2 separate regions of the Hordeum vulgare genome follow, and region 2 is linked to region 1. A link is a contact called in public Hi-C data. All regions are on one chromosome and are shown on one strand. The core of a region is the stretch at or near the end of the contact, and the rest is flanking DNA. Distances in the headings are between cores, read along the strand shown. Region 1 holds the start of LOC123406036. Region 2 has its middle 35 kb from the start of LOC123406036.

Evidence for each region. Hi-C and Micro-C count contacts between places; a contact is called where the count stands out from the background.
Region 2: a contact with region 1 is called in a Hi-C map of leaf, with 4 times the contacts expected there. The contact joins the enhancer-like site here to the promoter of LOC123406036 in region 1. A contact is called at or near these places in 2 of 6 Hi-C or Micro-C datasets (leaf and seedling).

Annotation. Positions count from the first base shown.
Region 1 is chr6H:30,431,113-30,434,812 of MorexV3_pseudomolecules_assembly, forward strand. It overlaps LOC123406036, which reads right to left and starts at 1,401. Exons shown (of 20, transcript XM_045099537.1): 1 at 1-1,401. The coding sequence starts at 1,337.
Region 2 is chr6H:30,465,619-30,469,363 of MorexV3_pseudomolecules_assembly, forward strand. No RefSeq gene overlaps it. Among protein-coding and RNA genes, the nearest start is that of LOC123406036, 35 kb to the left of the region's middle. Within about 2 kb of position 1,328, at least 1 of the 3 cell types and tissues checked has open chromatin away from gene starts, as enhancers often do. A contact at or near this core is called in leaf, where this site is marked.

The sequences.
Region 1 (3,700 bases), core at 151-2,650:
ACTGCTAAGACCTGAGGAGAGCCATGGTCCTGTCTAAAAGACGGAGATGCCATGGCACGAGTTATTGGGTTGTCCACCTCAATCTGCATGTAACCAATAGCTGGTTGCCCCTTCCCAATCCCCTCCAGGTGCATGGGTTGTGCTGCTGCTCCCTCCTCCCAGTGTTGCCCAAATGAGGCCTGCCTCTTCTCAAGCTCCTCAGCCCGCTCCAATGGTTTCATCGGTACCTTCGGTCTTTTCTCTGCATTTTTTTCAGCCATCCTGGTGATCTCCAACCTCTCTTCGATCACCTTATCAATGATGCTCTCAGATTCCAGTTGCTCTTCCAAATCAGTGTCAGAACGTTCAACTTCCAGTCCATCATCAGTCTTTTCCTCGGATACTGACCCATCTTGATCCACAATCTCACCAGATTCCACTAAATTTCCATCAGTAATTTCCTCATCACTATTTTCTTCATCAACAAGCCCAATTTGACTCCCAACTTGATCTGCTTCTGCCAAATTCTCGCCCCCAAGTTGCTCCTGCTCGTTGAGATTTTCCACAGCAACAGAATCGACATTGCCTAGGTCCACCAATTCGGAGGGCTCGGAATTCTCTTCAGTCCCCACTTCCCCATGCTTGTACTCTTCCAATTCTTCATCCCCACTCCCACCGACAGCTTCCTCGGTCACCCTAGCAACCACTTCCTCGCTGACCTTCTCAGCTACTTCCTCTGCTTCGAAATTTCCAGTGGAAAGGATCCCCTCGGAGGCTTCGGAGCTGGAGCCCTCGTCGAGGAGCTTCCCGATGGGCGCGGAGGCGGTGCGCCGGGACTTAATTGCAGCGGCGTGCGGGGTGAGAACGGCGCGGGACGCGGCTGCCGCCGCGGCCAGGGCGGCGCCGGGCTTGGGGCTGGGGCGGACACCGCGGAAGAGCGAGGGGAGTGGCCTCGCCGAGGAGGTGGAAGAGGAAGCTGCGTTGCTCGAGAAGGTTCTCGAGACGAGGGAGGAGAGCGTCGCCGACGGCGATGCGGATGTGGATCTCCCGGGTGAAGCGGAGGCGGAGGCAGACGCGGGAGGGGATGGGGAAGAAGGTTTAGGGGGCGGCGGTGGGGCTTTGGTACGGGTTAGGGGTTTGAGGTTGGTGGTGGGCTTACGGGTCGGCTCGTCGTCGGAGTCGGAGTCGGACGAGGAGAGGAGGAGGAGCAGGTCGTCGACGGCGCGGCGGTGATCGGCGTCGGCGTCGGAGGCTGAGGAGGAGGCGGGAGACGACGGGAGGAAGGCGTCGAGGTCGAGCTCCTGAGCCGGAGGCGTCGGCGGTGGCTGGGATGCCATCGCCGGCGACGACGACGGCATGAGGGAGATGGTCGCCGTCTCGCCGAGGTGCGGTGGTGCGGAGGTTGGGATGCTTTCGTTTCCGGTGTTGCTTCGGTTGTATCAGTCGGCCAGGTGCAAAGTAGGCCTACACGGGCCGAGAGCATACGCGTTGAGCGGGCTCGAAAGGCTCGTGTCCTAGGCCCAGATCACATATTCACACAGAAAAAACAGCCCAGATGGCAGCGGTTATTTATTTTCTGCGTGGCACGGCTGGGATCAACTAGTTAGCAAGCGCTCCTTCGAGAGCCTCCCAGCGATCGCTCCCACGCGCCGCCACTAGACGCATTCTCAGCCGCCGTCATGTGTCGTGTTCTGAGTGTTCCCTTCGTATATTACTTTTTTTATTTTTTCGCACGTGTTTTCGGCTTTTTAGAGTGATTTTTTTCGAGGTTTTTTCACACGACTGTGCCTCTTGGAAAGAGAAAAAAAACGTGTTTTTCGCTCTCTTTTTTCCCGCGAGAGGCACGGTCGTGCCTCTTGTAAAGGAAAAAACGTGTTTTCTGCTCTCTCTCTCTCTTTCCTTTTTTTTATGGGAGGCACGGTTTTGCTTCCGCGAGAGGCATGGTTTTGCTATCGTGAGAGGCACGGTCGTGCCTCTCCAAAAGGAAAAAATGTGTTTTCTGCTCTCTTTTTTCGCGAGAGACACGATTTTACTTCCGCGAGAGGCATGGTTTTGTTGCCGCGAGAGGCACAGGCATGCCTCCGTGTTTTCTTCTCTCTCTCTCTCTCTCTCTTTTCCGCAAGGTGTACGCTTTTGCTATCGCGAGAGACACGGGAAAAGGAAAAAAAAACGCGTTTTCTGCTCTCTCTCCCTCTTTTTTCCGCGAGAGGCACGGTTTTGCTTCCGCGAGAGGCACGATCATGCATCTCGGAAAGGAAAAAAACGATGGTTTCTTCGTCCAGTGTTTTCGTGAAAAAATAATTTGTCAAAACCTATCAATATGGAATCTAGTTTTGAAGATCTCGACGCGAGAAACCCGACGATGAAAATAGTTCAAGATTTGAACGCACGATTTAGGAGATAAAACGTTTTGAAAATACGAATCTACCAAAAAAGGAAAAACTCCCAGGTCGTGACAAGTGGCACGCATATACTACACCACTTGTCGCAATCTGGGAGGTGGGAGTAACCATTAAAAGGTGTACTCGCTTACTAGTGATTTCGGGCAGGGCTTTTACTTGGAACAAGATGATGATGGCACGAGCTATATCTCGGGGAAATCCTATTTAGCGCCGCAGGCGTTTGTTACAGTGAATTTCTGCTATGGGCGCCTGCAACGCCCCGCGCGGGGCCGGGCCATCTCAGCTTTTTTTCTTTCTGTTTTGAAGACAGAAAATGGACTAGCGTCGCGGGAAATCGAACTCTCGATCTTCAACCTCGGGTTAACAAGCAGTAACCACCGTGCCAATGCATGGACTAATTTTCTTTTGCTCTTTTCTTATTTCTTCCTTTGGTTTTCCTTTTTTGCTTATGTTTTTTGTTTCTATTTTTCCTTTTTTTCTGCTTGGCTCGATGATTGTATTATAGTTCAGGATCCTTTTCTTCGAATCGATGTTTTTCTCAAATTTACTGTACTTTTGCCAAAATTGATGAATTTTTTTCAAATTGAACGAACATTTTTGGAAATTTGATAAACCGTTTTCCCAAAATCAATGATTCTTTTTAATTCAACAAACTTTTTAAAAGAATTGATGAACTTTTTCAAATCCAATGAACTGTTTTTAATATTTATTGAACTTTTTAAAATTTTGATGAACTTTTTACGAATTCTATGAACTTTTTAAAAATTTGATGATTTTTTTTAAAGCAATTATCTTTTTTTCAAATTGGAGGAACGTCTTTCAAAATCACTGACCTTTTTATGAAAATAAATGAACCTTTGTCAAATGTGATAAACGTTTTTCAAATTTGATTATTATTATTTTTAGAAAAACATTTTTCGCAACATTTTTCGCAAAATCGGTCTACTTTATTTTTTGAAAATCAATAAACTTTTTCAAGGCCTGCACGAGCGCCAGATCTATTAGATGGGCTGGCCCAATACGGGAGGCAAAGGGCACCTGCAGCGTCGTGTAGGAGGTCCCGATGTCTCGCTCATAGCGAGAAGGTAGAATATCTCGGATGACACGTTTCCAATAACATGTGGCCCCATTATATAAAGCCCTATATCTCTACTACTAATAAACATGAGAACGTGTTCATTGCTAAGTACACCCAGCCTAACCTACACGTAAAAACACGAATCAATAACAGCCTCACGATCAGATCACATAATTAGATCTAATCATAGAGATAAAACTAACCCTCATCCGAAGGTGCGTTTAGCAATTTCTTAGCGCGG
Region 2 (3,745 bases), core at 78-2,577, 34 kb after region 1:
ACACGTTTAACATTTTTCAATGCCTGGTTAACATTCAGTTTAAAATGTTTTATGTATAGTGTTGTTTGTAATATATTTATTTATAATGTTGGAAGTATAAAACGAAAGTAAAAATAAATAAAAGAACAAACATGAAAGAAAAAGAAAAGAAAAAGCAATGTGTGGTCTCTCACATGGCGAGGCCTGCCCATCTAGCGTTTTGCTTGACACTAGAGTTCCGTGGGTCCCGCTATAAGGAAGACATAGGGACACCCCTATATGATGCCACACACATTGTTGCGAGAAATATATTTCAATTTGGGAAAATAAATGGCACTCTAGTTTTCTCCTATTTTCCTTATGCCACTTTAGATTTGAGATTTCTTCTTTGTCACTCTTAGCTTTTGACAATACATCACAACTATCATTCCATGGCAAAGCACAATTTTCAAAAGTGGCAAGTGTGATACATTGATAAAATATAATGGTGATAAAGGTGGACTGACATTTGTGATACATTGTCGAAAGCTAAATGTGGTAAAAGTGAGATGTCAAATTCTATATTTTTCAATTTTCCCCTTTTTTCAGCACATGGCTACATTTCTGGTGCACAATGTACATTCTTTGTATATATAAGGAATATATTTTTATAGACATTTAAAGTTTTCCAAATACATGGTTACTATTTCAATAATATATTTTTTGATGACTGTTATTTAATACACACTGTACCCTTTTCGTACACATATACATTTTATTGACGTTTTACCCTTTTGAAATACACGATTAACATTTTTATAAATGCATGTTTGTAAATATTTTTTAATATGTATTGAGAAATCAAATACATGTTAAAAAAAATCTGAATCATAGATACAATTTTTCTAACTTACGCAAACGTTCTTTATATTGTATAAACACTTTTTAGAAATTTCAAAGATATTTGTATAACGAGTTAACAGTTTTTAAAAATATAACATATTCTATGAATGGTATAACATTTCTTTCTTCAATTAAACGAATTATATTAAATTTTCACAAAATGTCATTTACATTTTATTGAAACATGTGAACATTTTTTGAAATGTCATGCACTTTAATTAATGCTATCAACTTAAAAAAAACACTTGCAAACTTTTGCATAGTGTTAATTGTTTTCTCAAATTTGTGGTGGACATATTAAAAACATATTATTTACATTAATGTTTTGTAAATATATTTGTTTAGAAAGAAAAAAATGTAAATTAACTGAAGGAAAAAAACGAACAAAAGCTGTACATGTACCTGCGTGCTTATGAGCCAGTCCATTTAGGGCCTTCGGGACATGAGGAGCACGTATGTTGCTGCGGGCGAGTCATAGCCACACTCTTAAATAGCCGCCATAAGGCTCACAGCACCAATATTGGCCGACCCAAGCAATGGTGTTTTTATGGATATTTTCGTTTGCCATACATTTCTGTTTTCCCAGTTTATCTTTTCTTTCTTCATTTCTGGATTAAACTTTCGACTTTATTTTCCATTTTAAATTACATGGACACTTTTATAAAACAGTGGCTTTTTAAATATGAATGAATTTATTTTACAAATATTGAACTTTTTTTAAAATGTTGATTTTTGTACACGGATAATTTTAGAAATTTAAATACTTTTGTAAATTCATGAACATTTAATAAATTCCTGAGTATTTTAAGGTTTACTATTTTCCCTAAAATGTACATCATCAATAATATTGATGATTTGTTTAAACAATTAGAATTCAAAATATATTTGTAATTTGTGAGCAGTATTTATTTCTAATACATGAAACCTTAATGTAGTAAATTTATAAATTTCACATTTTACTTGTTTATAAATTAATTAATTTGTAGATATTTTAGAAATCAGATGTTTTGCCTTATTTTGAGCATGCTTGATATTTTTCCAGCGGCATCAGATGTAGTGGGTTTTGATCTACCCATGATTTCCCTAGGTGAGACGAAAGCCAATGCACGACGGGGATATTGGGTGGCCCACAACACGTAGAATAGGAGGACCCAACACAACGATGGCTCGGTTCACTCCGCCTAAAAGGACCTCATAATGGGTGGGCCATTGTGTGGCTCAATAACATGTACTTTGTCAACGGACATTGTCGGAAAGAATAAAATAAATCCAATAAAATAAGAACCACTCGTGTTAGGTCTAGGACTTGAAGCCTAGAGGGTTGGTTCCATAATAAAGAACCAAAACGGCAGAGCTACACTCTGTTTGCTAATGTTTTACGAGTTGCAACACACATACTCACAGAAACCTGATGATGACTGGATTAGCGGGCTAAAGTTTTATTATAGTTGAGTGAAGCAAGGTTGACGAGCATGTTGTCCATCACTACATACATATGATGTGTTAAGTATGGGTTTTAATTTTAGTATGATAGACACAATATACTAAGTGTCACACATGTAACCCATATTTTGTATGCTTTATTCGGAAAGGATGTTTAAACTCTTGGCCTTGTCAAATTGACTCATGTCAGTGTGGAGTAGTAGCAACCACTTTTGCACTGCAACAAGGTCCCCCCCCCCCCCCCCCCCCCGATGGTTGTGGCGGTGTTCTAAGGTGGGAAGATGTCCCACATACCCACTAGTGCCTTTCCGGTCTGGCGTGGAGTATTGACTGGTGCAACTATCGGAAGATTCAATGTCAAGACGATGATTGGAGTATCGTTTTAGGTTAGGGATGAAAACTTTAATCCTGACCTTTATTGGTCGAGCTGGAATGACGAACTTATGTTATTTGGAGTCAGTTGATGGATGTCGAGAAATACGGGGATAAGGAAAATATATGAAGCCATTTGACGGATGTCGAGAAATAACGCACTCCCAGACGAAGCCTTTTAGCCTACCCATGGCCAAGTGCTCGTTGACTTAAAGAAACTTCACTGATTCAAAAAATGTCCCTATTTCCAAAATTTGTTTTCAAATTCATAAAATGTTCTTTTTTTCAATACTTGTTCACAAATACAAAATATGTTCGAGGAGTTTCAAATACAAAAAGGAATTTGGGCCGAGCCTAGGTCAGACGGGGTGTGTACAGAAAAAAGAATAAAACCGAAAAGAGGACAAAAAAGAAGAATAAAATAGACGGAGAAGATGCACAATAAAAAGAATAAAAGAAGTAACTAGGCACAACAAGTGAGCTCTCTCAATTGGTTACATCACGTGGAAGTAAACTAAGAGGTTAGGAGTTTAAATCCTACTTCTTGCACCTATTTTTTACCTTTAAAAAGAAAAAGGAAATGGGCCAGACCTAGGATGGAGGGATGTGATAGGTGGGGGGATCAATTAGGTAAGCTCGTGCATGCCACATAAAGAGGTGGGTATACTTTATGGTCAGATGGCCATACTATCCTTATATTTTTTTTTTACATTCGATCGGTTTTAAGCACCTCGCAAAATTTCTTCTCTCTCTGCGGTCTTATTATTTTACTCTCCATGTACCTAAAACTCATGTATCATACGGGTGTTATGCAGGATAGATGTTGGATGGACGAAAAAGAAAACTGAAAAAGGCATGCATTGTCTTAATTAAGAGACAATCTCTTGGGAATAATATTTCTGACCATGTATTTAGGGATGTGTAGTTCGTGGAGATAAAGAGATAACATGTTGGACATCATGATTCTATTGCCACCATTAGATTATGTGATAGACTTAAGATAAAATTGTCTTGTCAACAACTATATATACATGACCTAAAACAACAGGGTTATTTCAACACTATGCCA